Linked DNA regions of Mus musculus: all the other regions are linked to region 1. The links are chromatin contacts, called in public HiCAR-type, HiChIP or PLAC-seq and promoter capture Hi-C maps. All regions are on one chromosome and are shown on one strand. The core of a region is the stretch at or near the end of the contact, and the rest is flanking DNA. Distances in the headings are between cores, read along the strand shown.

Region 1 (4,248 bases), core at 1,212-3,711:
TGCAGGAGACAACCTGATCCTCAATGTAGCCCAAGATGCCCTTTAGAGGGCCCTCAGATGCCTGCTTCACCACCTTCTTGATGTCATCATACTTGGCAGGTTTCTCCAAGCGGCATGTCAGATCCACGATGGACACATTGAAGGTAGGAACACGGAAGGCCATGTCAGTGAGCTTCCCATTCAGCTCTGGGATGACCTTGCCCACAGCCTTGGCAGCATCAGTGGATGCAGGGATGATTTTCTGGGCAGCCCCACAGCCATCACGCCACAGCTTTCCAGAGGGGCCATTCACAGTCTTCTGGGTGGCAATGATGGCATGAACCGTGGTCATGAGCCCTTCCACAATGCCAAAGTTGTCATGGATGACTTGGCCAGGGGGGCTAAGCAGTTGGTGGTGCAGGATGCATTGCTGACAATCTTGAGTGAGTTGTCATATTTCTCATGGTTCACATCCATCACAAACATGAGGGCATTGGCAGAAGGGATGGAGATGATGACCCTTTTGGCTCCACCCTTCAAGTGGGCCCCGGCCTTCTCCATGGTGGTGAAGACGCCAGTAGACTCCACAACATACTCAGCACAGGCCTTACCCCATTTGATGTTAGCGGGGTCTCGCTCCTGTAAGATCGTGATGGGCTTCCCATTGATGACAAGCTTCCCATTCTCAGCCTTGACTGTGCCATTGAATTTGCCGTGGGTGGAGTCAGACTGGAACACGTAGACCATGTAGTTGAGGTCAATGAAGGGGTCGTTGATGGCAACAATCTCCACTTTGCCATGTGGAGAGCAGATGGCAGCCCTGGTGACCAGGCGCCCAATACGGCCAAATCCGTTCACACCAACCTTCACCATTTTGTTTACGGGACGAGCCAGGCACTGCACAAGAAGAAGCGTCTGTCTCTGGAACAGGGAGGAGCAGAGAGCCCCTCAGCTTCTTTATTTAAGATGTTTCCTTCTAGTTTACCTTTTTTTTTCCTAATCAGAATGACTGCTGTATTTTATCGAGGGCTTTCCACCTCTGATAAATGATATGATGACACAGTCACACAGTTTTAAGCTATCAGGGCCCCAAAGCTCTTCATCTCAATGAGTATGCTGGAATGTCTCCCAGTGATATACCAATTTGAGAGCAACTGATCCTCACTCTGACTGATGGGAAGTAATCAGATGGGTCATGAGGATTCGTGACAGGAAACCATCAAAGACACAAACGGGCCGGGGGGTGGTGGCACACGCCTTTAATCCCAGCACTTGGGAGGTAGAGGCAGGCGGATTTCTGAGTTCGAGGCCAGCCTGGTCTACAGAGTGAGTTCCAGGACAGCCAGGGCTATACAGAGAAACCCTGTCTCCAAAACAAACAAACAAAAGAAAGACAAAGGGATTCAGGCATAGAAGAGGTGGCCACCTCATAGCTGGGGCAGGTTAAATGCTCTGAACAGAAGAGGCGGCAGGTCTCCCTGTCGGATCCCAGTGACTGGTTTGTTGACTGGAATACTCTCGTCCCTTTCACCTTGCTCCTCCAGCCTCTGCTCCTGAAAACACTTCCAATTTTAAGGTCACCTCTTCTAGATTGCCCATTTTTTGTTTCTTTTTTGAGGCAGAGTTTCTCTATGCAGTCCTGGCTGTCCTAGAACTACCTATGTAGAACAAACTGCCCTTGAATTTACAGAAATTCTCCTGCTGAGATTAAAGGCAGGTGCCTCAACATCCGGGGTATACCCCCAAATTTTGTTTTATTTTATTTTATTTATTGATTTTTATTTTATTCTTTTTTTTCTTTTTTTTTTTTTTTTTTTTTTTTTTTTTGGTTTTCGAGACAGGGCTTCTCTGTGTAGCCCTGGCTGTCCTGGAACTCACTCTGTAGACCAGGCTGGCCTGGAACTCAGAAATCCGCCTGCCTCTACCTCCTAAGTGCTGGGATTAAAGGCGTGCGCCACCACGCCCAGCTCTATTTATTGGTTTTTTGAGGCAGGTTTCCAGCTTACCCCAAAATTCTTAACATCACACTGTGGCAAGAATCACAGTTCTCCCCGGTTAATCTCTTTTTGGGATCTGTGCTTCTTTTTCTACTCCTGTGCAGGGGTAAAGTGGCTGGCATGCATGACAGGGTGCGCACGGGGGTGTGGGGGGGTGTTAACCAATGCTGATTCAGGAAAGTGAGGCAGGAGAATTGCATCAAAGTTGAAGCTAGCCTAGACTACACTGTATGTTTGCAGGACCCTGTACCCTAAATAAATAAATAAATAAATAAATAAATAAATAAATAAATAATGAAAGAAGGACTAGCAGATGAGAAGTGTATGATATTGGTTCCTTCTTGCTCTGCTAGAGCTAAGGAAATGCTTTCCCGCTAGGGTCTTGCAGAGTGAACTCCATCTCGGCAGAGGGCATCCCAGACCCCTTTCAGCTCCGGAAGCTGGGCTGTCTGCCATGGGAAGACTACACTTCCCAGAGATCCCAGGGAAAAGCAAAAACCCTTTGGCTTTGACAGCCACCGCCACAAGCCTTTCCGCCTCCCCAGCCTGCCTAGGTGCTGGGAGCTGGGAGCTGGATTATGGTGGCCTGAGCAGCCGACGCAGCCGTAGGAGCCCGGAGTCCCTGTCGGTCCCCAAGCTGCAAAGCCCGCCTGGAAGACCCCGAAAGCTACGGGCTCGGATAGCCATGCCCGCCCCTCCCAGCCCCACAAGGGGCCCGATCCCCCCGCTGGCGGCCGGCGTCCAGATGTAGCTGGGTCCCCTGGATCGCCATCGTCGTCTCCTCTCGTGCGCTACGGATTTCTCCTGCCCACTCTCCGCCGCCTGGACCGGGAACTGAGCGAGGGGCCTGCAGACTCTGCAGTCCTGATGCCGCCGAGGCCGCTCTCCTGAGAGAAGCCACCACCACCCAGACTTAGGGGCAGGCAAGAGGGACAGTCACCAACCGGACCACAAGGCCCGGGCTCACTATGGCCCCAGCGCTGCACTGGCTCCTGCTATGGGTGGGCTCGGGAATGCTGCCTGCCCAGGGAACCCATCTCGGCATCCGGCTGCCCCTTCGCAGCGGCCTGGCAGGGCCACCCCTGGGCCTGAGGCTGCCCCGGGAGACCGACGAGGAATCGGAGGAGCCTGGCCGGAGAGGCAGCTTTGTGGAGATGGTGGACAACCTGAGGGGAAAGTCCGGCCAGGGCTACTATGTGGAGATGACCGTAGGCAGCCCCCCACAGACGGTAAGGTGGTCAGATCTAGCAACCCTCCTTCATGCATGGTAGAGGGGTGATAGGGTAGAGATGAAGCAGCCTGCCCTGATAAAATGGTTTGTTTAGTGGGTGCAGAATGACCGCCCGCTCCTATTCCTCCAGGATCCGGTTGGGAGTAGCCTTTCCATTTCCCGCCCCCTCTCACTGGCATCCAAGCCCCAGGACTGACTACTCACCTCTCACTCCCACTGCCCCATCCCCCCACGCCCAAGAAAGCACTTCAGTGGTGGCTGACCCTGGGGAAGGGCCAGGCACGGGGACACTGTAACAGGTGTCAGTGGCCGGAGTCTCTCATATTCCATCTCCACACTCTCCCCTACTCTAGTGTTGCGGGGGGGGGGGGGGTATCTAAGATCCCCACCTTCATCTTCTTGAGAACCCAAAATCCTGGCACCAGTTGGATCAATCAGCCCCTTACTCTAAGTCTGGGCTGCCATAAGCCAACAAAGTGAGAGTCTTAGTAACATCCATGTAGCCTCCAAGTCCCAATAGACTCTGGCTTCCCCTAGTCCCTTCCTCCTTTATCCCAACCCCCACTCTCTACACTCTAGCTCCTCCCCCACCCATGCCTCAGAACATGGCCAGAAGAGAGCTGTACTGAGTCTGAGAAAGATAAGCCTAGGGGAGCCAGAAACCCCTTGCAAGGGTTCTGAGACGGATGGGCACACAGCCATGGGAAGGGACTTCTCCCTGTCTTTTCCCGTCTTTTCCAACAGTTTCCAAGGTACCTGGGGTGGCTGGTGGAGGTTGTGTCCTCTACCTGTGCTGACTGGGAGTGTGGGCTTGAGTCAGCTATGGCCCATGTGGGGTTGCTGGCTGACCTCTCTGAGTGCATCTGCCACCTCCGTGGGCGAGTCTGGGTACTGGTTGGTGGCAGTGTGATTCTGCGTGTGCTTCTGTGTGTCACCTTGAGTCTGATCCTGTGTATCTCTGTGAGCTACCCTCAGTGGCTCCGGACCGTGTCCACAAAGCTTGTCCACGGAGGGTGTGGAAAGATGGGAGTGTGTGCGCTG
Region 2 (4,248 bases), core at 763-3,262, 960 kb before region 1:
ATCTTTCCCTTTCTGTTTCAATCAACAGCTCCAGAGCAGCAAACCCCTACCCCCCCTTCACTTCAGCCCCTGGCAGCTGCTCTTCCTCCCCCTAGAATCCCCCATTACATTCCCCCCCCCCCCTTCCCCTGCGATTCAAACTGCCCTTTCTGCATCCAATGGAAAACAAATGCGCATAGCCATTGACTGAACCTGAACTCAACTTCCCTTCCCAGGGCAACTTTCCTTTTTGCTGAAAAAGGCTGAATTCCGTTCATCGGAGCATCCCGGTTCTCAGCCTTTACCTCATCCACCTTGAGTCTCCCACTAGGAATCGCAGAAAGACTAACTTGGCTTCATAACCCTCCTCTTTCTCCCAACCCAAAGCATCAACAACCAACGCCACCACACTAAGGCAAAACTGTCCTTTTATCTACTCTCATTCCAACCCGGCTTTCCTCCACCCCCTTCCAAGACCCAGGATTGGCCTAGGAAAAGGTGGATCAATAATGAAATGACGAGAAAAAGAGAAGGGCGGGAGGGAGCCAGGGCCAGAGGCTGCAAGCTCTCAGGCGCAGTGGGTGGGGTAAGAGAGCAGCTGCTTCCCTTGGGAGGATGCAGTCCTAGTTCCCCCACAAACATCACCCCTCACCGGGGCCCCCTTTCTCAAGAGCTGGAGAGAAACCCTGCTCCTCTCAAGGAGAATGCTAGAAAGTAGCTCTGCTCCAAGCCTAGGGGAACACTGGACCATTTTCCCTCGAACACACCTCTGGTCCTTCCTCTAAAGGAGGGAAAGGGGTGGAGTTGGAGGTAAATCCCTGACACCAGCAGCCTAGGAAACGTAGCCCTGGAAGATGAGGAAAGAGACAACGCTGGGGAGAGCACTGTTATCTTCGCAGGAGAGATGAGAACGACAAGGTAGAGAGAAAGCTTTCCCCGAGGGGTAGGGCGGAACGAGGAGGCCTGGTGTGCAGGAGGTGGGAGTGGGCTGGTGGTAGAGGTGAGACAAGGGGGAGTGACTGGCAAGGTGAAGACCTGGCTGGGGAGGGAGGGAGGGTTGGTCAGGTTTTCAGAAGCAAGGTGCAGGAAGGGACCTGGATTTCCCAAGGGCCAGGATAAGAACCTGGCTCTGGATGAAGCCACCACCCGAGAGATGTCCAAGGGGGAAGACTGCCCTAGGAGTAACACATCTGCCCAGGGAAGGAGGCGGAGATGTGGCGGGATCAGGTCTCTGGCAGAGGGAGGGAGGAATCTGGCTCGGATGAGGTAATCTGTGAAAGGGAGGAGGGGTTCAGTCCCGGGATGGGAAACCCCCGCAAGGGGGTCTGTGCCAAGGGATTTGGGGAAGGGTCCAGGGGAAGAAGGCGGGACGGGGGCTAAAGGCCCTCAACTAGAAGGGTCTGAGCCCTCGGGTAAGGGCGCCTGGGGGTCTGCAGCCCATAACGGGGGTCCTGAGATGGGAGGGCCATTTGCCCCACGTTAGGGACCCCAGGATGTTTCCAGAATTGGGATGCTCCTCAGACCTGCATGGGGGAGGGGAGGGGTTCTTCAGAGGGTCGAGACCCCGGACCTTGGGGTTCCTCGCCCCCTTACCTCTCCGCTGCCGCCTCCCCCGCCGCTCTCCCCAAACACTGCCCGGAACCGGCGCAGGTTGGTGCCGATGGCGGCCGAGACCTGCAGCGCCGCGTCGAAGCCCGGGCCCACCCGGAGCAGGGCCGGCCCTGAGGAGGCTGAGGACGATGACGAAGACGAAGACGAGGCGGACGACGAAGAGGCTGCTGAGGCGGCGGCCGCTCCCCCTGGAACCCCAGCCCCGCTGCTTCCCGCCGCCGCCGCCGCCACCGCCGGGGGGGAGGGGGGCGCCCCGGGGCCGCCACCGCCGGCCTGGGGCCCGGGGGGAAGCAGCAAGGCCGGGACGCGTTGCCGCGGGGCGCCCCCTAGGCCCCGGCGCCCCCCGCCGCCGCCGCCCCCGGTGGTCCCGGGTCGGGCGGGGAAGCGCCACCGACAGCTGTGCGCCATGTTCGCCCCGTAAGTGAAGCAGCGAGAGGGAGAGGCGACAACACAGGGGGGCGGGGAGGCGGAGGGGGGGGAGCGGCGGGCCCCGGAACCTGCCTAACCCGCCTGGCGCCGCCCAGATGGCCGTACCCCGCGGCCCGCTATGCCGAGCGCCGGGTGGCGCCCGCCTGCCCTGCAATCTGCATATGAGCCTCTGGCCTCCGCCTCCGCCGCCCGGAGGCCGCTGCTCTATGCCGAGCCCCGGGCCCGGCTCCTCCCGCCCGGCAACCTGGATAAGTGCATGCCCCGCCCTCCGGGAGCGGCAGCGCCAGGGAAGATGAGGGGGGGAAGGAAGCCCTGGAGCCCGGAGCGGAGGCGGGTTCCGGGGAGAGGGGGGAGGGGGCGAGGGCGGCGGGAGGATGGAGGCGGAGGGAGCGGGTGGCCCGCAGCCGAGAGAGCCGAGAAGCCGATTACACACGTTCCCGGGACGCGCAGGGACTTGAGCGGCCCAGGAGAACCGCTTCCAGTGCGGCGCGGCTGCTGGGTCCCCGGAGGAGCGAGCCTTCTCCGCCGCTTTGGAGAGCGGCGGGCTTAGCCCTTATGGAACGCTTCTAGAATCCAGAAAGCTCCATTGTACTCCATGCAAAACCCAAGCGTCGCCCAATTGATTCTATGCAAAATGGCAAGGCTCTCGGCGAACGCGCCTTAAAAAAATAAAATCCAATAAAAGAGGAGCCCCTCCCATCTTCACGCTTGGAGCTCTTTCCAAAATCCACACAACCGTGTGGTCGGCCTCTGCCACCTCCTCGCTCCACTGTGCGCTGGAGGGAGGTGAGGGGCTTCTGGTTTCCGTGCCCTTCTCCGGAGTTGGGGTGTGTTTTCCCAGTCCAGGCGTTGGAGCCACAGCGTGCGCTCCGCAAACGACCTGGCGTTACAACGGAGCTGAAACTGGGTGGCTAACGGACAGGGCCTGGAGGGAAGAGGCGGGCAAAGGCGCCCCGCCCCTTCTTCCTCCGCTTCCAGCCTGCCGCTGCATGCAAAGCAGACCCTAATGTATGCACACGGAGGGAGGGGGCTCGCCAGCACATTTCTCATGATTGGGAGGGGGGGGGTTTGAAGCCCGGCGTAGGGCATTATGATACACAGGGTTAGCAAGCCGAGAGGGAGGGAAGAGGGGTAGGGCAGTGCCGGGGGTTGATGGTGGGGTGAATATCCACGGGATTTACTTTATTGCAGGAAATGGGAGACGGCGCCTCCAGCGAGGCGTTAGAAGCCTGCGGGGATGGAAAAGCCAAGGAGGGAGGGAGAGATTGCTGCCCGAAGAATTTGCCTTGGCTGAGGCTTAGGGATCGATACACTGCCTGCAGACCCGGAGCAGCCTCCATCTCCCCCAACCCCCAGCCGAGGTGGAGTTCGCAGGAAGGTCATGCAGCCGTCCAGGTCTCCCGCACCGGTACCCGGCGCTGCTCTAACCAGGACCTCCCCGGGTGGCAGATTTGGGAACGACAGGGTGGTTCATAGTAAGGCAGGTAGCAACCAGCTCCAGCCCACTGGAGGGTGTACTGCACGCCTCCAGAGGTCCACGGCCTCCTGGTGCTGAAAAATCTACGTCCTTCCTACGGAGAGACGTCTGTGCCTGAGGAGAAAATGGGGAGGGGGGGGGGGGAGCGAGGAAAGGAACAGAGAAGGGGAGGAGACATAGTCAAGCCCCAACTCCCCAAACTCGTCCGGGATCGATCATCGTTCCAACCACGCAGGATGGAGCCCAGATGGTTTGCAAAACGCACATTCACACTACGCACGCACAACCAGATTCCGTTGTTGCTTCTCGTGGCTTACTAGGCGCCGAGAGGATGGGAGCTGCGAAAGGGTATTAAACAGCAGCCCCAAGACTCTGCTTAGGACATAACACACCCCATTGTGGACGGTTTCTCTATTGCAATGTATTTTTGCGTTAGGCTCTGGGGTTTTGCTTCAGTATAGCTGCTCTGATCAGTTACAGATTGGCGACCACGTGGATTCCCTCAAGCATCCTGATTTGTTCCCTCTCTCACTCTCTCTCGTTTATTTTTCTTTTGTATTTGCCGCCCCCCTTCTTTAATATGCATAACGGCCTTCAGAGGTAGTAGGCAGGGGACTGAGTGACAGGCTTTATATAACTGTGTCAACAGGATTTCTTCCCGCCCTCCACCTTTGAGAAAACAAACCCGTTAGATTCTGCGTAACCCTCTCCCTACAAGCACACTTGATTTAGCACAGGTGGGAGGTCTGCAG
Region 3 (4,248 bases), core at 528-3,027, 920 kb before region 1:
CAAAGGTCCTGAGTTCAATCCCCAGCAATCACATGGTGGCTCACAACCATCCGTAATAGGATCTGACGCCCTCTTCTGGTGTGTCTGGAGACAGCTATAGTGTACTCACATACATAAATAAATAAATCTTAAAAAAAAAAAAGCCCCAGCCTATGCTGCAGAGCACAGTCTACGTAACCTTCTGTTCCCTCAGAGCCCTCAGGTCTCAGTACTTCTGGCAGAACAAGTTATCTTACAGTTACAACAGTGGAAAGGTTTTATGTTGTTTCTTGACCAAAGTTTACCTTGATAATGTCTTTCATTTTGGATTTCATCAATAAAATCAGTTTTAAATTTCTGAATACAAGCTACCTAAAAGATGCAAAAGTCATACGGCCGGAAAAATACTCTCTACGAAATATTAAAAATAGCACCTCAAACCATCAAAGTCCAAACGTCAAAGCCTTTTGGTTGTATTGGTGTAAAAATTGTAGTACGTTGCTTCAGATCACCTAATGATTTTTTACTAAGGAAATTCTTTGGAAAACAGCTATTGGCAGCCTCAGGTTCCATAGGAAGGAATCCAGTATTTATAGACTCTGGCTGGCACTTTAAGGGTTTAAATAGCTCACTAGCTGGTGATGAAGGGGAGAAAAAAAAGAATTACTAAATATGCAAACAGGTTGGAAAGCTCAAAATTACAAGTTTTTAAAATTCCACCTCAGAGGGCTGGAGAGATGGCTCAGCGGATAAGAGCACTGGCTGCTCTTCCAGAGGTGCTGAGTTCAATTCCCAGCAACCACATGGTGACTCACAACCATCTGTAATGGGATCCAATGGCCTTCTCTGGTGTGTCTGAAAACAGCTAGTGTACTCACATAAGTAAAATAAATAAATCTTTGAAAAAAAATCCACCTTCAATTCACATTTCATAACCAAATTTGAACATTTGGAAATAGGACCTTCAACCACTTAATACAATACAGAAAAGAAGAAATTGTAAACTTAATCTCCTGCTTCAAAAATACAGTAATTTTCTACTCAGAAGAGAACTGTATCGATTGAACATACTGCTCAGGCTTATAACTACTCAGTGTTTATCTGAGAGACCGCGGTCTATCAGAATTTTCAAACAAAACAACCTCACGAATGCCAAGCCAAGGTTCTGAAGACGACTGCTGACAGGCGTCGCTTTCTGTGCTGACTGGGGAGGGGATATTCACCCCTACGTTCCAAATTCCCTTCATCGGACGCAGAATTCTCTAGGCTCTAACCAGGATGGTAAGCAAACATAACTTTCAAAGATCTCTCACCCGTCTTTAAAATTTCTGATGGCTTTCAAATACTTCGCTGAGACGCAGACCAGCTATGAGGTCTGATGTGTGACCTCTCTCTCCCCTGTTACCGACCTCCCTTCCCAACTCTCCCGGCACGGTAAGGGGGCATCACGGCGTTCGCGGCGGAGTGAGGCCGGGCAGAGTTACACGACCCACTCGCTCCCCGGCCGAGCTAGGACCCTGCAGCTTGTGAGCTCTAAGCAGCCGCGGGCAGGCCAGGCGAGGCTGCGGCCTTACAGTGGCCTCCTGGAAGCCCTCCCGACGCCCACGGCCCCTTGGTGCCGCAGCACAATCCCTCCCCTCGCGAGCCTCTCCCGGGCTGCGCTCACCGGCTACCATCGACGGTGCCTTCTCCGCGAAGTTACGGATGAACTTGGCCATGGTCTAAGGTGGAAGGTACGTCTCCCCGAACCGCCGGCTGAATGTCACCCCCGGAAGGACCCGCGGCAGGACCCCTTCCCCATTTCCAAGGTCAGGCTGCCCCTCTCTGTGCCTGTTCAAAACATATAGGTATTGATTCCCTGTTTGTGGCATCTCATTAGTCAGTTTACTTTGTTCACTCCAAGTAAAAACCTAGATATAAAAAAAAATGAGGCGCGATAACACGTGAAGAATCCTGAGATTCCTCAGGGAGCAGGCATTACTTGGGACAGCTATTCATGTTGGTCCGGAAGATCGGTGAAGTGGGGGAAATGCGCATGCGTTATTGGTTTTCTTGGCTTGATCGCCACATTAGCTTGCGGCAGTTTTATAGCTTTTCAGAAAACATGGAAAACGAGGCTGGAGGGCTTCATAAGATGCTTGTGGGCCTATACGTTCGCTTTAAAGGCATAGCAGGTCTGAGGTCAAATAGGAGCTTTAAGGGGCCACATAGGCGTTACATTATGTGACTCACCCATTCACCGACTTCTTTAATTGACTTTTTATAATTCCGTTTTCCTCCGCAGCCAGTATCAGAATTGGGATCCAATCCGGTTTTTCAAACAAGCCAGTAGGAGCTGTGCGGACAAGAGGAAGAAAGTCATGTGTGTTGAGGGTGTTGCACTGTGCCAGGCATTTTGTAATTTGGTGGAAGCATGCTTTGGGCATTATCCCCTTAGAGACCAAGATTCCTAAATAGTCATAGAAGGAGTCAGTTGCAAGATAAATACGCAAAGGAACATAAGGTTAAGCGTGGTGCTGATCTGGGAAGGCGTAGAGATTCTTGGTGTATAAGAAAATATACAAATTCCAAAGGCTGTAACTTTGACATTATGAATGAAAACAACAAAAACAAACCAGGAAACCCAAAAACTATGTAGGAAAGTAACATTTGATGAGGAGAACAAGTTCTGGAAAAGCCCAATCTTTAGAAGAAAAACTGAGGGGCTGGAGAGATGGCTCAGCATTATGAGCACTGACTGCGCTTAGGTTAGGAGTTCAAATCCCAACAACCACATGGTGGCTCACAACCATCTGTGATGAGATCTGATGCCCTCTTCTGGTGTGTCTGAAGACAGCGACAGTGTACTTACATATAATAATAAATACATCTTTTAAAACAAAACAAAAAAAAACCTGAAGTAAAATTCATGGGGTGGTTAGAAAAGTTAGAAGTGGGATCAAGGAATCAGTGAGGGAGAGACATGCTGCCTTAGACAGTGAAGTCAAATTAAAGCAGGAAAGATAACCTGAAACCCACATTATACCAGCATACAGGAGCCTGAAGATTGGAAGTTACAGGCCAGTCTGGACCGAGGTAAGACAGGCCAGCTAATTATGAGTATGAACATCTGTGACATTAACTAGAAAAGGTTTCAAACCCTTAGAAACCAGATTGCAGCAATGAAGAAATATGGAAGCAAGAGAATATAAGTCAGACAACCCAAGAGGAAGGTGGAGCTCAGGAGTCCAGGACAGGGAGACAGCAAAGAAGGCAGAGGAGTTTGTTTGGGAATGGTGGGACCTCTTCCTTAAACGGGGTGAAGGGAGAAAAGTTTCCAAGTGAGGAGTCTGACACATGCCACCTGTGTGAAAAGGGAGTGGTGAGCAAGGCTACATTTCAGAGTGTCTGAAGGACACAGAGAAGAGCAGAGAAGGGCAGTGGTGGAGTCGACTGGTCTGTGGGCTGTACAGTTGCCTGTAGTTTAGGTAGCAGAGGGTAATGGTTAAATTAACCTAAGCTGAGATCCTGCATGCCACAGGTATGGGAATAGAATAAGGACATGGTGGCAAAGTATTAAAAGGTCTGTTATTTAGGTTGGATAGTGAAGCCATAAAGGAACTAATTAGAGTCTAAGCTCTTAAGACTTTCTCCCGAAGACAGCCGGAGGGTACCTCTAGAGCAGTGGCTCTCAACCTTCCTAACGCTGCCACCCTTTAATACAGTTCCTCATGTTATGATGACCCCAGCCATGAAACGATTTTTTGTTGCTCCTTCATAATGTAATGTTGCTGCTGTTGTGAACTGTAAATGTGTGTTTTCTGATGGTCTTAGGTAACTCACAGAGAAGCACTGCTCTGAAGGTCTTTAGTGAGGCGTTAGGTCAGCCAGGTGATACACATTTGCTGGCACCCTGCCTTTGAGAAACTGGCAAAACCCACTAGGTTTTCAGAAGGACTTGTGAAACTGTCACTCATCTTTTCTTTCTGTGGTAGTGGTACTGGGATTGGATTTAGCAATGTATGTGCTAGGCAAGCTCTACCAGACTTTCCTTTGAAATGTCTTGATGAGATGCCTGGACTGGCTTTGAACTCACTAGGTAGCCTTGCCCTTCAATTCTCTGTCACCAGTAGTGGGAATTCCAGGCACACACCACACCAGGCTGCCACTAGCTTTCCGTACGGCAATGAAGAACTAACAAGGGTGGTAAGTCAGGTGCTTATTTATTAAATACAAGTTTTGAGCACCCTCCCCCACCCACCCCCACACACAGGCAAGTCTGACAAAAAG
Region 4 (4,248 bases), core at 1,003-3,502, 870 kb before region 1:
AGGGCCCACAGATCACCTGTTGAGAACCTCGGTGGAGATCCAGGTTAGACTTAGTCATTGAGCTTACACATGAAAATAAAAGTACCTAGGAAGAAAAGAAAGGTCTGGTGAAATGGACCCTCGATACCTGGTTTGGCTTAATACTTACTCTACCTATTTTAAGTTTCCCAGCTTGAGTAGAGTAGTGCATACCTGTAATCCTTGCACTTGGGAAGTGAAAACAGGAGGATCTTGATGTCAAGGCCAGCCTGAGCTACACAGTGAGACCCTGACTCAGAAATAAATAAGTAAGAGGTTGAAGAAATGACTCTACCAGAGTACCAGAGTCTGGATCCCAGTACCTGAAACAGGGCAGCTCACAAATGCCTGCAACTCCAACTCCAGGGACCTGACAACTCCTGCTCTCTGTGGGCATCCACACACTCTTACAGGTACACATCCATAAAAAAATAGATTCTTTAATAGGAAAGAAAGAAAGTGAGAGAGGGGAAGAAACAAAGAGATTAAGAGAGAGAGGAAGAGAAGGAAGGTAGGGAGAGAGAGAGAGAGAGAAAGAAAGAGAAATGGCTCAGTGGTTAAGAGTACTTGCTGTTCTTTTAGAGGACCACAGTTTAGTTTCTAGCACCCATGTCGGGCAGCTTACAACTTTCTGTAACTACAGCTCTTGGGGATCCAATACCCTTTACTTTTGTGGGCAGCTGCACACATATGGCATGCATATATACAGAAACACATATGGAGACATAAGCAAAACTAAAAAAATTATCTTTAAAAAGAAACAGTAATAGTAATAATAAACCCAAATTCCTTGTTTTCAGTTGCCACACAGAAACACATCCACTTTCTTGATAGCTTTTGGGATGGCACAACTACCAGCCCCCCCAAGGCTTTTGGATTTGATTCATTTTTAGTAAGTAACTTCACTTTACATACCTGCTGCAAAAGTCTACATCTCTAGGAAGTGTCAACCATTGGACCCATACAATTCTCTCATTTTCTCCTGACTCAAGCTTCTACTTATATAGAGTGCTGCTAATCCTTTAAGGCCACTACTGGCTCCTGAGAGCATACAGATATTTTAAGATCATGTCCAATCCAGTTTTAAAGTAGAACTATTGGTAACACTGAAAAACAGATTGCTATAGCCAAGTTCTATGGCTAAGGTGGGGTTGGGTGTAGCTCTGTTCTAGAGCACTTAGTATGCACCAGGGCTTAGTTTATAACCCCAGCAACTCCCTACCCCAAGCCCAAATTACACTGTATTAAATTGTACTCCATAAAGTCTCTATTTTGGAATTTAAAAATGTTCCCAAAGTAACATGTCTACCTGGAAATACCTTCAGTGTTACATTAGGTGTCGTAACAAAAATCCTTGCAATACGTTTATCTGCAAGCTAGGATCTCATCAAGTGAAGCACATACACGTCCGAAAACAAAAAAAGAACACAACACAACAAACAAAACCGTCTCTAACAAACCCTGGCATTTCATCTTGGGCCCCATTTTATGTCTCTGGGACCAAAAAAGTCAATGACATTGAGACTTAACCCATTCTTGCTCTAGGAGACAAAAAAGAATCCTAAAAGGAACAATACTAAACACAAAACGTCTGACTCTATGGTCAATCTGAGAAATGTTTTCTCGACCAAGAAAAACTCGAGCAGAATCCAAAGAGCTACAGCTGGGAAGCCGTCACTCGCTTTAAAAGTCAACCTCTTGCTACACGCACCCTACTGGTTTGATTGCTATGAGTCGAGCTTCATTTTGTCTCCTTGGCATCTGGCACTGTCGTTCACTCTTCGTATTTTATCCTTTGGGGTTCAGTAACATTCATAGGCAGCAGGGAGACCCACCCACCCTGCGCAGGTCCTAGATAAAATAAGTCAAAAGACAGCCACAGCCCACACTCGGGCCTTTCCTAGCAGGGACTTGGCAAAGAAGAAGGGAATGTGCAGAGCCACCGGACGCCGGAGCACCGTAAGGGTTTCCAGATTAGACAGGGTCGAAGTTCAAGACGGACCCGGGTCAGGCAAGCAGTTGAGAACAGCAGGCATGCAGGGGCCTTGACTGGCAATTGCTTAGGAGAAAACCGGGTCGCAGCCTCAACACTCTCGTCCTCTTATACCTTGCCTCTTACCGGAGCCTGAAAGGGCAGGGACGACGACACCTCACAGCTACAGCGACCAAAAGGTTCTTACTTCCGACTCAGCAAGGCAACCGGAGCTGACATCATCGCTGAGCGCCGAGCCTGTTGGGTCTTTACCCCGCGCCGGAAGTAGGGCGGTGTCGGGCTTCGCTAATGACAGAGAAAACACCGAGGAGGCGCATGCGCACGTTTGCTGGCAGCTAGCGAGGGTGGGGGGCGGGCCGGAAGTGGCTTTGGGATTGGGCTAGGCAGCAGGGCGGGGCGGGGCAGGGTTGGCTATGACTGCGTGCTTTGAAGTTTTGTGGAATATGAAGCTAGACCTTGGAAATCCATCTCTTGAGGGCAGATACACTATTGTGGTGTCGGGCTCTGCACAGACTGTGACTTTTTGCTTTTTACGCTCCCTTCTGTCCTATGGCTTTTTGGAGCCGTTTCACTCGTTGTGGCTTAGAAGCAGTAACAATACCAACAAGGACAATGTATAAGACGTTTTGAGCAGGTATTAGGTGCCAGGCAGCGCGCTATTTTGGGTTGGTCTTAGATTTATCTATACAATGCTAACAGTATACAGCCTACAAGTCTGGTTAATTTTTAGTTTTTAATTTTGAAAAATATTTATGAGCATTGATTGGTGTTTTGCCTGTATGTATGTCTGTGTGAGGGTGTCAGATTCCCTGGATATGGAGTTACAGACAGTTGTGAGCTGCAATGTGGGTGCTAGGAATTGAATCTGGGTCGTCTGAGCCATTTCTCCAGCCTTGGTTCTTAGTTTTAGTAAGGAAAATGAAAATTAAAACTGTAGTGAGTGGGACACCGTGGGGCATGCTGTAATTCTAGCACTTGGTACATAGAGACAGGAGAATTGAGCATCCGAAGTCATCCTCTGCTATTCAGTGAGTTTGGACTAACCTAGGGTTACTTCAAACCAACCATCCAACCAACCAAAACCCTACCCTATTCTGAGATACCCCTTAAAAAAAATTATATTGGCACAGCTCAATACCTCAGCAAGAGATTGGTAGCATACATGCATAGGAGTACCAGGCACTTCTTTGCTGTACTTGATAGTGTATATCTATATAACTGCTATGAAGTGAGATTTAGTTTAATAAAATTACATGTTCAGATATTTTTCAATGATATCTTTTATTCTTATTTGTTACTAATACTTTACATATATTCTAAGTGACATTTATTGTTAAAGCTAGACCAAATCCCTAACAATGACCTACAAATAATGAGACAGGAGACAATCTTGTCTTAGACATGACCTCCCAAATGCAACAAAATCTATAAAATGGAATTTATCAAAAAGACTTTTGCATTTCAAAAGTCACCATTAAGAAAGTGAGGTTGGGGCAAAGATTAATATTATGTGTTGTGTAAAAAGCCATTGCTCTGAGCTGAAGAGATGACTCAGCGGTTAAGAGCACCGCCTTACTTTCCAAAGGAGGCAGGGTTCAGATTTCAGCATGCACCTAGCAGCTAGAATCACTAACTCCACTCTCAGGGATACAATGCCCTCTTCTGGCCTCCATTGGCTCTGCATGCCCATTGTGCAAAGATAGACCAACAGCCCTAACACCCATATACACAAAATAAAAATAATACAAAATAAATGTTAATGTGGCTATATTGAAGTAGTGACAAATATTGTTGAAAATTCAAGATTCATAAAAACAAAAAGCTGTCATGTCAGTAGGGATGTAAAACGATGCTGTTAGTTTAGAAAAGAATTTGGCTGTTTCTTTAAGAGCTAAAAGTGAATTTGCCATATGATCTTCATTCCTAGGTCTTTACTCCAGAGAAATGAAATTATAGTTGCATAAAGAGCCTTGCACGCTGGGCTGTGGTGGTGTAAGCCTTTAATTCCAGCCCTTGGAGACAGGGCAGATGGATCTCTGTGAGTTTGGGGCCAGCCTCATATACAGAGAGAGTTCCAGGACAGCTAGGGCTACACAGAGAAACTGAGTCTTGAAAAAACCAAAATAAAAACAAAATAGAACATTTCAAAAGAATCCTCATTGCAGCAGTGCTTATAATAGCCGAGAAGTGAAACCATCATGTGTCCTTTGACTGGGGAATGGACAAGCAGTGGACTG
Region 5 (4,248 bases), core at 986-3,485, 800 kb before region 1:
CTTCTTCGCCCAGGGTGGGAACAGTGAGATAGTTGGAGCCTCTCCTGTTAACTGGAAGGAACTGGGCGTTGCTGAACACAAAGCCAAAAACTTGACCTGGGCTGAGGAATGGGATCCGGGCAGCTGTGCCCCTCAGAGCAAGGCTGGCTGCCAGCTCTCAGGGCATCTGGTGACTGGGGAGGAATTCCTCTGCTTGGACAACAAGCTTTCTATTCTGTTCACTGCCTCCTGCCCTGATTCCTCACCTGCTGTTTCAGAGTGTTCTTCGGTTAACTCCACCTCTCACTGAATTTTGCAATTTGCTGTCAACTTAACCTTTCCCTGGCTCTGTCTGTTTGGAATGGCGTTTCTCTGCAAAGTCGAAAGCCAACCAAGATGAAGTTTTCTTTAACTCGCCCCCCTCCCTACTCCCGGGGTTCCTGGAGCTGACCCTTTTCTGACCTACCTACAGGGAAGGCTACATCTGCCCACCATGTAAGTGCCACTCAGCAACCCAGAATTTTCAGTTTGGGCTGCTCAGAATCACCTAGACTCTAGGTCCTAGAGGCTGGCGAAGGAGCCAGACACTCATTACAGGAGCGCTTTGGTGCCAGCACGCAGCTGACCTCCCTCTGGGGCAGCCCCTGCGCTCCCCAGAGTAATGAGTAGGTTTGGGCGAGTGTCTGCCCGTTTGTTCCATCTCTCCTCCACACTTTTCTTTTTCCTTCATGTCAGTAATTTACCCCTCTTTGGGTGGAATGCTTTTATTTTATCGCCTGCTCGATAGGACCCAGGGTCCTGGGTACTCACTTTGTCCTTGAGCTGCTAGACCCCTAGCCTGACGTTTCTTTATTTTTCTACCCAGTCTGGCCCTTGCTTCCCTCCTAGCAGCACCCTTTTTACCGGGGTTCAGATAGAAGACTGTGGTACGGATCACGGAATAGTTTCTAGATAGCTAATCCAGGGATAAGGGCGATTCAATTGTATTCAGTGTCCCATCCCCCATCTAGCTTACTTCTTTAAAAATTTAAATTACATTTTAACTAGTCTTTCCCTCCCTCTCCCCTCCCCCACCCCGTGTCTCTGTCTCTCTGTTGCATGTGTGCATGTGCACCATAGCGCGCGCGCGCGCGTGTGTGTGTATGTGTGTGTGTGTGTGTGTGTGTGTGTGTGTGTGTGTGTGTAGGTCAAAAGGCAGTTTTCAGGGTTTGATTCTCTCCTTCTACCACGTGGGTTCCTTAGACCGGACTCAGGTGGCCAGGCTCCTTGGCTTGGTGCCAATACTTATGTCGTAGCCTCCACCCACTTTTTAACTGCATTCGGTCTTGGTTGCCTCTGTTTGCCAGCTTGCTGTTGTGCCTCTTACCAGATGAAGCCCTTTATCTCCGCGTTTCAGGCCTCTCAGATAGGTGGCTGTCCTCAAAATGGCAGTTGAAATCTGGGGCACAGGAAAGGTTTTCTTTTCCTTGAGAGTTCACTGATCACCCCTATCAGGCTTTTGGTTTGTGGGCAGGGAACTCACGCAAGTCAGGAAGCTTCCCATGGGGCTGTGGGTGTAGCTCCGTGCCAGAACACTTGCTTAGTAAGTACAAGGTCATGAGTTTAGTCCTGAGTATTGCCAAAGCTGGGCAGTGACTCCCCAACTTCAAGGTCCAGCCTGGGCTACATGGTGAGACAGTCTCAAACAATAACATAGAACACACAAAGATTATGGGCAATTGCTTCCCTCCTGAGCGTTTTTTTTTTTTTTCCTTCCAGTACAGGGTTTCTCTCTGTAGCCCTGGCTGTCCTGGAACTCACTCTGTAGACCAGGCTGGCCTCGAACTCAGAAAGAACTCAGAAATTCGCCTGCCTCTGCTTCCCAAGTGCTGGGAGTAAAGGTGTGCGCCGCCACCGCCAGGCTCTAAGAGGTTACTCTTTACGCTGTTAAAATGGTATTCCTTTCCATAGGATTGTGGAGAGAAAAGGATGCCCAGAAAAGTCCTTTGCAAACTGCCCTAAGCTGGGAGAAAGGAGCAGGGGAGTTGCTCTGAGCTGAGAAAGGAACCAGCATTGAGACTTGGTTTCTTTCTGCTGAGTCTCAGGAGAGCCTGTTCACACCAGAGGGTCTCAAGGAATTCCCAGAACTGATGGGTGCGGTGAGTCAGGCCCTAGGCTGATTCCAAGGACAGGAATCACTGCAAAACTTTCAATGTTCACTTCCTAGGCAAGACTAAAGTCTGTTTTAAAAGGGTGTGTGTGGGCCAAGTTCAGAGCAGTCTGGGACATTTCAAACTGGCACCACCTCCTCTGGCTGCTTGTGAGGCCATCCGGAGGCCAGGGCTCGGTCAGATGAACGGAAAAGTAAAGAGAGGACCGCAGAGTCTGAGACCTTTGCGCAGAGGGCTGGAGTGTGGAGAGGGGCGGGAGGGAGAATCAGGAGGAGGGCGCTGGGTGCGGAGGCCCCACCTTTCATTCCAGAGCTGTACCGGCCGGGGCGGGATGAGTCACGACTGGTTGGCTCCGCTGTGCGCCTTCCCATAGGTGAGGGACTCGGACCTCTCCGTGGGTAAACTGTGCCGCCTGCTCGTCCTAGCCTTGGCCTTGGTTGGGTGCTGGAGTCCTGGGTCTGCCGGGTTTGGCCTCTGGGGCCACGACTGGCTTTCCCTGATGTATGGCAAGAGCCCCGCGCTTGTGCTTCCACTTCTCCTGAGTTTACAGCTCACAGGTAAGAACTGGCGGGCTTCTAGGATTTTCTACCATTGCCGCCCATTCTGTAAAGACAGAGCTCATGGCTTGAAGAAATCTCAAGGGCTCCGTTGGGAGATCGTGCCCCAACTGCAATTCGTTCTAGTCCAGACTTCGCCGAAACTTCAGTTCGGTGGGTTGCTTTGGGGCAGTACTTTGGGCAAACAGGTTTAGGTGTGTTTGGCCGCCCGTGATTGAGGCACACAGAGGGCTTTCTGATCTCAGGTTACACACCATCTTTGTGTGGCTGCTCTCAACCTCGGGCTGCTGGCTAGATTTGGCCCTTGGATTTCCGTGGGAGGATTTTGTCTGCGACTCCCTGCAGCACCAGAGAGCAAACCTGGATTGTCAGAGCGAGAGTCCCGCTGTGGTTTTGAAGCTGTCCCAACCAATGCACGTACCAGACTTGTAAATAAGCCACGTGGTGTAAGGCTTCCAGGGGTGCAGGCAAGCGCAACTGCTGGGGTGGATTGACCTGCAGGCTAGCAGCAGCCCCAAGTCTACATGTAGGAAAACTTCCCTGCTTGGAGACTTCTTTTTTCCACAAAACAAAACAAAACAAAAAAACATACTGTGTTGCTTGATCGTAATACGCCACGTCTGACCAACGTTTGGATTTTTGTTTCTTCTTTCCATCTCCTTTGCTGATGTTTGTAGTTTCTGGTTATAGTTCTGAAATTGGTGCGGTAAGGCTGTGAAGAAAGTGAGAACACCAGGTAGTTTTACCTCTAATTGGCCCTCGGGATGGGAGGGTCAAAGCTGTGTGCAGGCAGGAGTATGTAGACTCCTGGTGAAGTGAATTTGAAGGTTGGCTTACTTGGAAAGTGTCAGCGTTTTTTTCTCAATGATACACCACTGTTAACCTCTTCCTTCCCTCCATTGCAGCCCTTTGTCCTACAGAAGCTGTGGAAATTTACACCTCCGGGGCCCTGGAGGCAGTCAACGGGACAGATGTTCGGTTAAAATGCACTTTCTCCAGCTTTGCCCCTGTGGGAGATGCGCTAACTGTGACGTGGAATTTCCGACCTCGAGATGGGGGTCGTGAGCAGTTTGTAAGTAGATTCTTGTCACCTTCCAGAGGACTCTTGACAAGAATGCATTGTGGCAATCCTTCCCCCCCGCCCCCCATCTTTCCCATGTTCGGCGCATGCGTGGGGTTAAGTGGGGACCCAGTTCTTGGGACAGAGAGTAACAGGTCTAAGAAAAGGGAAGCCAGAGAATATTCCAAGGAGCTGGATCATTGGTTAGACCTAATGATGCTTCTCTTCCCACCCCCCGCCCCCATCTCGGCCTCCTGCCCGGGATAGAGAAGGAAAGATGATCCGTTCTCCTCTGTAGGTATTCTACTACCACATGGACCCCTTCAGGCCCATGAGCGGACGGTTCAAAGACCGGGTGGTCTGGGACGGAAACCCCGAGCGATATGACGTCTCCATCTTGCTCTGGAAGCTGCAGTTTGACGACAATGGGACATACACCTGCCAGGTGAAGAATCCACCTGATGTTGATGGTCTGGTTGGGACGATCCGGCTCAGCGTTGTG
Region 6 (4,248 bases), core at 542-3,041, 720 kb before region 1:
TGGGAACAGGGTCAGTGCAACATCAGGACCTGTCACCTTCTGACTTCTCACAGCCCTGCCTTGAAGTTCCAGTTGGCTTTGGGTCTTGTGCCCCTGGGACAGCTTTCAGAGACCAAGCTGGACTTCCAAATACATTCATTCATCCGGTCAGCAGCATCCCCGGGTGGTCAATTACCTCCCGGTTAGTGAATTTCAAGTCTCAACCAGGCGCTGTGCAGAATTCTCAGCTCTTCCCTGTGTGGAAGGCTCAGTCACAGCCATGTGGAATAAGGGGAGTGGGGTTGGGGGGAGGTCAGCCTCTTCCAAAGAGCTGGGTTTGAATCCTGGCTCTGATCTATCACCTGTACATTGGACCTAACGTTAAGATCAAATTGTGATTCCTCACTGTGGACAGATAAATGTGCACAGCTAAATAAATGATTGCTGTTTAAGGACCTGTGATACGCTTGGCTCTGTTCTCCTCTTTGCTTAGGGCCACTTCTCTCCTAACTTCTACTTGTGACAACCTGTATTCTCCCCTCCTTCGAAATAACAAGTTTCAAACATACACCAAAGCCAAGGGAAGTGTGCCCCAGGCACCACCAATCATCTGGGACCATCAGCTACATTACCCACGGGTGTTAAAAACACAGACACTATCTTTATGATACCCGGCAGCATTAGACGTTATTTGTTGACATAATCAACGTCCAGTTTACATTCGCTCCCTGCTCCCCTTGTCTCAAAACCTGTTCCTTTCCTTGTTGATTTGTTTGAATCCGGGTCCCTCAGAGGTCCATGCTCTATTCTCTTGTAAAAGTCTCTTAGGCATTTGTGCATCAGCCTTCTCTGACAAGTTCTGTATTCTGCGGAAATGCTAGAGCAATGAGGAAGTCATTACTTTCCAAGAGCCTCCTGCCCACTTCGCTGAACCCAAACAACAAAAGGCAACTCTTTCCTGGGTGTTTACATCTATGTACGTACGTATGTACGTACGTACGTATGTATGATCTATCTATTCTCTTGCCCCTCCCCGTGTGTGTGTGTGTGTGTGTGTGTGTGTGTGTTGGGGAGAGACAGAGAGAGACAGACAGACAAACAGAGAGACAGAGAGAGAGCATGTAGCATGAGTATACAGGTGCCACTAATGTGTTGAGGTTAGACCATAACTTGCAGGGATCAGTTCTCTCCTTCTGCTGGGTGACCAGGTGTGTTCCCGGGGATCAAACTCAGGTCATCATGCTTGGCAGTGGCCACAAGCACTTTCCCCAGGGAATCAACTCACAGGCCTTTGGGGCGTATTCATATGATAAAAAGGACTTCCTTACAGCCCTTTGATAAAAACAGATGGCTCTAACAGTCTTTCTCTTTTTCCTTTTTTCTTTCTCTCCCTCCTTCCCTCCCTCTCTCCTTCTCTCCCCTCCTTCCTCCCCTCTCTTGCAAGGGTCTTGCTTTGGAGCCTAGGCTAGCTTTGGACTGCTATGAGTTCAAGGCAGTCCTGTCTCTGTTTCCCTAGTGCTAGGATTGCAGGCACGTGCCACCTCACCTAGAATTCTCTAACAATTTTCAAAGTCTAAAAATCATTTCAAATGCAGTAGGAAGGCAAAATTTGATTGAGCTCTGAGTTTAGAGGCTAAATTTTCTGGCAACTTAATTTCTTCCAGGAATATCTTTTTTATGCCCTCCCACCTGCTTTCTGAAATCCACCAACCACAATATTTACTCCATCCCCTTTTTTTTCTTCCTTTCCCTTATACACCACCCCCCTCTCTTTTTAGCAGCCACATACAAGTCGGCCATATTAGAGAGATGGAAATAAAGCTTCCTCAATGTTGCATATGTCTTTGAAGTACATCCGTGCATTTTCTTTTTTAGCATTTAACCATTCCTACCTTGTGGTCCTTGGTCCCTCAATCACCCTTTCCCACAGCCCACCCGCCTAACGTCACAGTCTCTGAAAATGCACAGGGATGCCTGGCTACCTCGCCCTGCCTTCAGTCTCACGGGGCTCAGTCTGTTTTTCTCTTTGGGTAAGTTAGAACCACATCTGCATGCTCCTAAGGGTCAGAAGTGCAGCTGCAGCGGAAAGAGGAGGGGGCGGGGGAGGGGGCAAGAGGGAAGGAGTGTGAGCCGCTTCCCTCTGTGTCCTTGGGAAGGGGCGTGCTGGGGATCTGGGACAGCTGGGACTGCCGGATGCTGGGCTTCTCCTTCCCAGAAATGTTGACTAGAGGGTGAGTGTTGCTCGGGGATGAAAATGGTCAAATTTATCAAGAGGTGGTTCATCCTGTAGATTTCCCTGAAGTGGACCCATGTGGGGGTGGGGCAGAGCTAGGCTGCTCTGCGGTCTCTTCAGGGATTTTTCTCTTCACCACCACCACCACCACCACCACCACCACCACCACCACCACCACCACCATCATCATCATGTTTTCATTTTCAGTTACTTCCCAAGAGATCTCATAGGAGTTGCTGGCTTCTTTAAAAGTCTCATTTGTGAGCCCGTTCCCTGGGATCTGGTGGATTTAAAGGAGATCGCGTTCTCGAGAGTTGGGGGCAGAGAGTTGAGCCTATCCCACCAATTTGTTGGGATGCGTGTGGGAGGAGGTGGGTATCAGGCTTAAGGACCAGCTCCGGGTTGGCAGGAGAGGCACCAGAGTAGCTGCTACCGAGGCAGGCACCCCTGGTGTGAACCAGATGGAATGGATGAGGTCAGGTGCCCAGGATCCTGGGAAAAGGAGCAAACTGTAAGTGGAACCTAGGGAGAGTTCCTTTAAAACCAGTCTCCGTGGTCCAGCCCAACCTTGCAGACCACCCTGTCGTAAGGTCCCAAAGCCAATTTCATAGCTGAACACCTAGAGACCTCGTACTAGGCAGGTATGTTAGGAGGCTATTTGTAGGCCTGCTTCCCGACTCTACCCCACCCCACAACCCATAAGGTCTCACTTTGTAGTCTTGGCTGATCTCGAACTTTCAGTGATTCTCCTGTCTCTTTCTCTTCCTGGGTGATGGGATTACAGACAAGTGCCACCATGCTGGGCTCTAAACCTGCCTTGTGGACAGTTTTACTCTCACTCTTAAAATTCTCTCTGTAGTGCCTGAGGGTCAAGTTTAAGGATCTTAGGTGAGATTAGGTCCCACTATAAGCTCTCTCAATCTGTCTGTCTCTCTGTTGTCTCTCTTTCTGTCTCTATGCTGGTCTCTGTCTCTCTGTCCCACCTTCTGTGTCCTTTCTCACTGTGCTGGGTGGTATATCCCCCCTCCCTCTCATGCTGGGTATAGGGCCCACAGGGATAACAGAGACATGAAGCAATCCTGGTAACCTGCAAGATAAAGATCTAACATCTTTCGTCTTTCGGAACTGGACCCAAGTTTAAAACTAGCTTTGTGTTTTACTCTATAACCATGGGCGAGACCCTACCTACCCCGAGCGCCACTTCAGCATCACTGCTCCCATGGGAGACTGGAGACTGTCTCTTGCTTGGTGAGCTTGTGACCTAACACACAGCAGGGGCCAACATGCTTCCCGTGAACCCTGGCATGGCATATTTTGCTAAGCCCTCACGCACAGCAGTTACTTGTAGTAGATACTGTGAATCTATTCATGTTCTAGGGTGGAAACAAAGGCACGGTGAGGTTCAGTAACTCCTCCAATCAGGTCATGTGACTAGCATGAGAGAGCTGAGATTTGAACTCAGAACTGAGATTTGTATCTGGCTTAGCACATTCTTTTAATATTGGGTTCTACTGCCCCCAATGTTCAGGAAGTGGTACTACTCTGTTGGCATTAATTGGTCAAGAGTATCAAGTACAGGCTAAAAGGGGGAGTAGGAGGAAGATCTGAATTTAAAAAAAAAAAAAAAAGCCAGAGGTGGAGGACAGATCTCCTCTCAGGCACTGGCCACAGCCTCCTGTCAGATGGAGGCTGTCTATGGCAGCCATATTTAAGTGAACAAGGCCAGGGCTTTGGCAAGAGGACCAGCGGGCCTGGCCTTGAGGGAGATGGTGCCTTGGATGCAGACGCCTGCGCATGAGGGCTGCAAGGAGGCAATGGGAAGAAGTGCATGTTTCAGCAGGTCTGTGAGAGTGGAGACCTGGAGCTTCGGGAAGCTGTAAGGAGGCACGCCTCTGGCAGTCCATTCCCTCGGCAACGGAACTTGGATGCTTGCAGTAGCAGTGGTCACTGGGATGCAGGGATACCACCGATTAGGAGGGAGAGCGTATCAGAGGCAGGTTACATGCGGATGACTGTAAAGATGGCCAACAGCTATT
Region 7 (4,248 bases), core at 502-3,001, 620 kb before region 1:
GCTTTAATTAGCACCAGCAGTTGTTGGGGAGACAGGGACGTGAGAGAGGGTATCCTCATTCAATATGGAAACAAGACTGGGAATCTCACTGTGGAGAAAGGCCTCAGCTTTCTTCACCATTTCTGCTCATCATGGATCTTGGTACCCAGCAGTTGTCTGGGTTCTTGCATCCCAGCATCCCAGCATCCCAGCATCCCACCTACACCTGGAGTGAGGCAGGACTCAGGGAATCTACTCTGCTTTTCTAGGTGAGGTAGCAAAGGAGTAGAGATGGACCCACACTGGGAATCATACTAAGAAGGGTCCCAGAGGCCCACTGCATCTGGTGCCTGTATTCTGTAGGTCTTTAAAGATGGTGGCCCATTAGTTGTGTAGTGTGTTGCTATGGAGACATCCTTTCATGCAATTTCTTACCGAACCCTTTAGACATTCTGAGCTGAGTTTGAAAGTCTGTCACAGTCCCAGAACAGAGAAATTATCTCTCAGCAAGCAGCAGGGATGGAGTCACCTACTGTGTGCTATTCCCCTTCCTGTCAGCACAGTCAGACATCATTACACCCTCCCCAGGTGACACCCACTTTACAAGCATCAGGTCACACAGGATAGCATTCTTTCCAAATGTGACCCTCTCACCTTACTTCACATTGGCCTGGTGCAGGAGAATTGTATTTATTGGGCATAAGAAGTCCCACACCTGTCTTGGGCTAGGCAGTCTTTGTAGGATGGTAGGATTTTGAAAGTCATTTTAGTTACCCATGCTGGCTTTTACAGATCCTCACACTGGACCAAAGAAGAGTTTACTAGTGCCGGTTGATTCAGTGAGACTGCATGACATACATCAGCCCTGGGCAAACCCAGATAATACTTGGCCTGGGGTGGGTCTCATCCTGCTCTGTCCCGGACCTGCTATCTTTCCCAGCCTGACTGTAACTTGCCTTTCTTGCCCCTTTGTGGCTCACTCTGGCTTCCCTCTTAAGCAGTGGGCTCTAACTGAGGGCCAAGAAAGCAAAGGGGTTCAGAGAGTGCTGGTTTCCATTTGGCAAGGAGACGGCACCAACCATTTTCTGAAGTGTGTGTGTGTGTGTGTGTGTGTGTGTGTGTGTGTGTGTGTGTGTGTGTTTATGTGTAGGTCAGAAGACAACTTGTAGAAGTTGGTTTTCTCCTTCTGCCATGTTGGTTCTGGGGATCAAACTCAGGTCTTTGGGCTTGGTTGCAAGCACACTCACCTGCTGAACCTTCCCCTCATTTCTTCCTGGTCCCTACAGGCTACCCTAACAGGAGGACATATTTAGTGTCTATCCCTGGAGTTCCAGGTGGGCCCATGTACTCTGCCATGCATGCATACCCTTTATTTGCTCTGCCCTTACTCCAGGAGAGAGGCACTCACCCCATGTTTCCTCACACTCTGAGTGAACAAATGTTCATAAAGTGTGTTTCTGACTAGGTGTGCCAAGTCCAGCCCCTGGCACAGTCCTCTTCCCTCGCTGGGCCCCTCCTATCCAGAACTCCAGAATTTCTTGTGTATCTATGCTTTGGCCACCTGACTATCCAGATCTGCCTACGCCCACTCCACCCAGGACCCATCCCAACCCAGGACTCTCCCATACACCTGGCCCTGGGGTGAATACCAGAGTTGATATTGCTTTAGAGGAGAAACCTCAATACAAGGTGGGGCAGAACTGGCACAAGGGGTATGGGATCACCTTGGGGCTACAGGAAGTCTCCAGGGCTGAGTAGGAGCCAAAAATGTGCTATGGACAGTAACTTCCTGCTTCAACAGAATAGTCCCACAACAGAGTAGCTGCCCCACATACTTGAGAGGCCTCTCAAGACAAACTCCCTACCACTGAGCTACAGTCTTTTGTTTGTCTGTTTGTTTTTGTTTGTTGTTGTTTTGTTTTCTATTTCTCGACAGGGTCTTATTGAGATACCCAAGGCAGATCCTTCACTTGTAATTCTCCTGCCTCAGCCCCCCAAGCCTGGAAATTCTTTTAAATGACTGTAGGACACGTTCTACTTATGTAGAACAGTTAGCTGCCCTACTTCCTTGGCGCCAACAGAGTTTACTCTCATGCCTGTGGTTAGCCTGATTCTGGAGCCAGTTATCAAATTATGAATGTAGGTGAATTGATGCTGAGTATAGCTATTGATTTTTTTAAAAATTTGCATTTAATTTCACAAAATGGCCTCATGGCTTCGCAAAACTCAATGCTCAGTGGTCTGTCGTCCATTTCTTCTCCTTTCTGGTCTCGTCGTTTGTTACAACTATATTTTCTCCTCTGAAGGAACTGGGTCTCCTGACTCCTCTGGTCTCTTAACTTCAGCCCCTTCCTGGTTTGGTTTCTAGGCCCCTGGAGAAACTCCACCATTTTCTTGCAAAGTGTCTTATCACAGTTGAACCACAACACTCTGACTCTGGAACAATTACCTCCCACCACAGCGGGCCCCGCGTGTGGAAGCTGAACTGTTACCCAGTTACATGGATGTGAGCATAGCAATAGTGTCATGTGATCCCAGGGAGTCCTCTCAGTGGTACCCCCAAATCAGGGTTCTTGCAGCGTTCTCAGACTCCCTTTAACTTAAGTGGTGTGTCACACTTCTCTGGAAGAGACTCTCCCTTTGTTTGTCTTCTCTACCAGAGATCTGTAGTGACTCTTGGGCCTCCTTTTCTTGTCTGTCTGGCAAAACAACAGTGTATGACAATTGAATAAACACACAACAAGCTAGGACTGGCCTGAAGAGGCAATTACATAAGCGGTTCTACCATTTAGCCTTCCAAGAGCCCTTCCCTTGTTGGAAAAGGAACCATTTCTGCCACTAGGGGGCGCACGGCTCACAGGAATGTGTTCTTCCGTGCTGTGGTGTGAAAGTTTGTAAGATTTTTACAGTGAGATATTTGCAGTGAGAACGTGGCTCATGTTCCTTCAAGAGCCAAGGGAGACAGAAGGAAATGGCTGTGTATATGTTATGGGGCAGAGGGCAACCATAGAAAGTAGAGAGAAAGCATTGCCTTCAAGAAGGAACGTGAATTGCCCAGATCAGGTCAAGCACAGTATCTTCTTCCAACCAGAGACAGTATGGCTACAGTATGACAGCCACTGTGATGTGATCTCAGGACTGCCCTCTGTACTTTTCAGTCACTGTCTCCAGAATTAGCCCTGCTTGGGCATTTACTGCATCCAAGAAACATTTGCCCTGAACCCGAGTGGGTTCTGCCTTGAGCTGGAGAGACAGGCTCTGGGCACACAGACATGGGTAAATCCATCTCCAGAGAAGGCAGGTGGGTCCCAAACCCGCAGTTCCAGGTACAGCATCTGTGTGTGACAGGGGGCTGCTGAATATGGCACTGTTGACTCTGGAACTTGAGTGATGGCTTCCTGCTGAATGCAGGATGTGCTGGGGGCCCTGAAAGGCCAGTGGGAAACTAGAGGGGAGGTTACAAGAGCACAGGTAGGACCATACCCTAGGCCATGGCCTTGAAGTAGGAGCCTAGTTGGCCCGTCCTCTTGGGTATGACAGGACAGTGCCAGGCAGTGTTTGTGGGATGAGGCTGCAGGGTAGAGGGTTATAGGGTGAGAGAGTATATTACCTTTCTAGTTGTGACAGCAGACACAGTTGAGGAAAGACCAAGGCCTTTCCTTTTAAGGAAGGAAACCTTTATTCTGGTTCATGGTTTGAGAAGCCATAGTTGGTGGAGGAGTCATGGTAGCGAGAACGGTGAGAAGCCTGGTCACATTACATCTGCAGTCAAGATCCACGGGGGGGAGATGTTGGTGTTTAGAGTGCGTGTGTGTGTGTGTGTGTGTGTATTTGTGTGTGTGTGTGTGTGTGTGTGCGCACGCGCGCGTGTGTGCTCGCATCTCCCTCTATTGCTTCTTCCTTATTTTCCCTGGATGCTGAGGATCTGAATTCATGTCCCCAAGTTTGCACAGGAAACATCTCTCCCACTGAGCCGTCTCCCAGCCCTCTTTTCTCTCTGTATTCAATCTAGGAACCCATCCCGTGGAATGCGTTGGCCACATTCAGGGTCTTCCTATAGCAATCAACCCGATGTACATTTGTGTGTCTAACAGATGATTCTGGATCACGTGAGATCGGCAAATGTTGCTAACCGTCACAGGGAGAGATGGTTGTTTTTGCCTAGAGGTGTAGAGGGGACATCGATCCAGATTTCCTGAGGCCTCTGTGATTTGGAATTTTAAAAAGTTGTTTAAAAATGTAAGATTTATGCATTTGTATTTTGTGTAT

What was found. Promoter capture Hi-C pulls out the DNA fragments that hold promoters and counts their contacts. HiCAR-type assays count read pairs that join an accessible place to other places. HiChIP or PLAC-seq counts read pairs in DNA pulled down with a chosen protein or histone mark.
Region 2: a promoter capture Hi-C map of liver shows a contact between it and region 1, with 2.7 times the contacts expected there. The contact joins the promoter of Kmt2a here to the promoter of Bace1 in region 1. A contact is called at or near these places in 4 of 39 promoter capture datasets (cranial neural crest, hippocampal neurons, liver and 1 more), 2 of 115 datasets of contacts at active chromatin or transcription factors (astrocytes and large pre-B cells) and 1 of 9 other capture datasets (embryonic stem cells).
Region 3: a contact with region 1 is called in an H3K27ac HiChIP or PLAC-seq map of embryonic stem cells, with 4 times the contacts expected there. The contact joins the promoter of Atp5l here to the promoter of Bace1 in region 1. A contact is called at or near these places in 3 of 39 promoter capture datasets (hippocampal neurons, liver and neural stem cells) and 4 of 115 datasets of contacts at active chromatin or transcription factors (craniofacial prominence, embryonic stem cells and large pre-B cells).
Region 4: a contact with region 1 is called in a promoter capture Hi-C map of liver, with 2.5 times the contacts expected there. The contact joins the promoter of Ube4a here to the promoter of Bace1 in region 1. A contact is called at or near these places in 4 of 39 promoter capture datasets (cranial neural crest, hippocampal neurons and liver) and 1 of 115 datasets of contacts at active chromatin or transcription factors (astrocytes).
Region 5: a contact with region 1 is called in an H3K27ac HiChIP or PLAC-seq map of extraembryonic endoderm stem cells, with 7 times the contacts expected there. The contact joins the promoter of Mpzl2 here to the promoter of Bace1 in region 1. A contact is called at or near these places in 3 of 115 datasets of contacts at active chromatin or transcription factors (embryonic stem cells, extraembryonic endoderm stem cells and pancreatic cancer cells) and 1 of 9 other capture datasets (embryonic stem cells).
Region 6: a contact with region 1 is called in a HiCAR-type map of astrocytes, with 2.4 times the contacts expected there. The contact joins the promoter of Scn2b here to the promoter of Bace1 in region 1. A contact is called at or near these places in 2 of 39 promoter capture datasets (hippocampal neurons and liver) and 2 of 115 datasets of contacts at active chromatin or transcription factors (astrocytes and embryonic midbrain).
Region 7: an H3K4me3 HiChIP or PLAC-seq map of embryonic forebrain shows a contact between it and region 1, with 8 times the contacts expected there. The contact joins the enhancer-like site here to the promoter of Bace1 in region 1. A contact is called at or near these places in 2 of 39 promoter capture datasets (the C10 cell line and embryonic stem cells), 1 of 484 Hi-C or Micro-C datasets (cortical neurons), 9 of 115 datasets of contacts at active chromatin or transcription factors (embryonic basal ganglia, embryonic forebrain, embryonic hindbrain and 6 more) and 1 of 9 other capture datasets (embryonic stem cells).

The regions. Positions count from the first base shown.
Region 1 is chr9:45,836,084-45,840,331 of GRCm38.p6, forward strand. It overlaps Bace1 (beta-site APP cleaving enzyme 1), which reads left to right and starts at 2,462. Exons shown (of 9, transcript NM_011792.6): 1 at 2,462-3,205. The coding sequence starts at 2,945. It also overlaps the pseudogene Gm7286.
Region 2 is chr9:44,879,277-44,883,524 of GRCm38.p6, forward strand. It overlaps Kmt2a (lysine (K)-specific methyltransferase 2A), which reads right to left and starts at 2,013. Exons shown (of 36, transcript NM_001357549.2): 1 at 1,573-2,013. The coding sequence starts at 1,998. Gm39326 (a long non-coding RNA gene) reads left to right here. Exons shown (of 4, transcript XR_870694.3): 2 at 216-3,427.
Region 3 is chr9:44,918,965-44,923,212 of GRCm38.p6, forward strand. Atp5l (ATP synthase, H+ transporting, mitochondrial F0 complex, subunit G) reads right to left here and starts at 1,778. Exons shown (of 3, transcript NM_013795.5): 1 at 1,646-1,778. The coding sequence starts at 1,697. It overlaps Gm30934 (a long non-coding RNA gene), which reads left to right and starts at 1,763. Exons shown (of 2, transcript XR_379340.4): 1 at 1,763-2,153; 2 at 2,264-4,248. Ube4a (ubiquitination factor E4A) reads right to left here. Exons shown (of 21, transcript NM_001346698.1): 21 at 4,163-4,248.
Region 4 is chr9:44,963,348-44,967,595 of GRCm38.p6, forward strand. It overlaps Ube4a (ubiquitination factor E4A), which reads right to left and starts at 2,253. Exons shown (of 21, transcript NM_001346698.1): 1 at 2,138-2,253; 2 at 1-85.
Region 5 is chr9:45,040,109-45,044,356 of GRCm38.p6, forward strand. It overlaps Mpzl2 (myelin protein zero-like 2), which reads left to right and starts at 2,236. Exons shown (of 6, transcript NM_007962.4): 1 at 2,236-2,686; 2 at 3,592-3,758; 3 at 4,045-4,248. The coding sequence starts at 2,629.
Region 6 is chr9:45,116,085-45,120,332 of GRCm38.p6, forward strand. Scn2b (sodium channel, voltage-gated, type II, beta) reads left to right here and starts at 1,792. Exons shown (of 4, transcript NM_001014761.2): 1 at 1,792-2,009. The coding sequence starts at 1,940. The region is part of intron 1 of Gm10684 (predicted gene 10684); the gene reads right to left.
Region 7 is chr9:45,218,935-45,223,182 of GRCm38.p6, forward strand. All of the region lies in intron 1 of BC049352 (cDNA sequence BC049352), which reads left to right. Among named protein-coding and RNA genes, the nearest start is that of Tmprss4, 17 kb to the left of the region's middle. Within about 2 kb of position 1,752, at least 29 of the 459 cell types and tissues checked have an H3K27ac peak or open chromatin away from gene starts, as enhancers often do.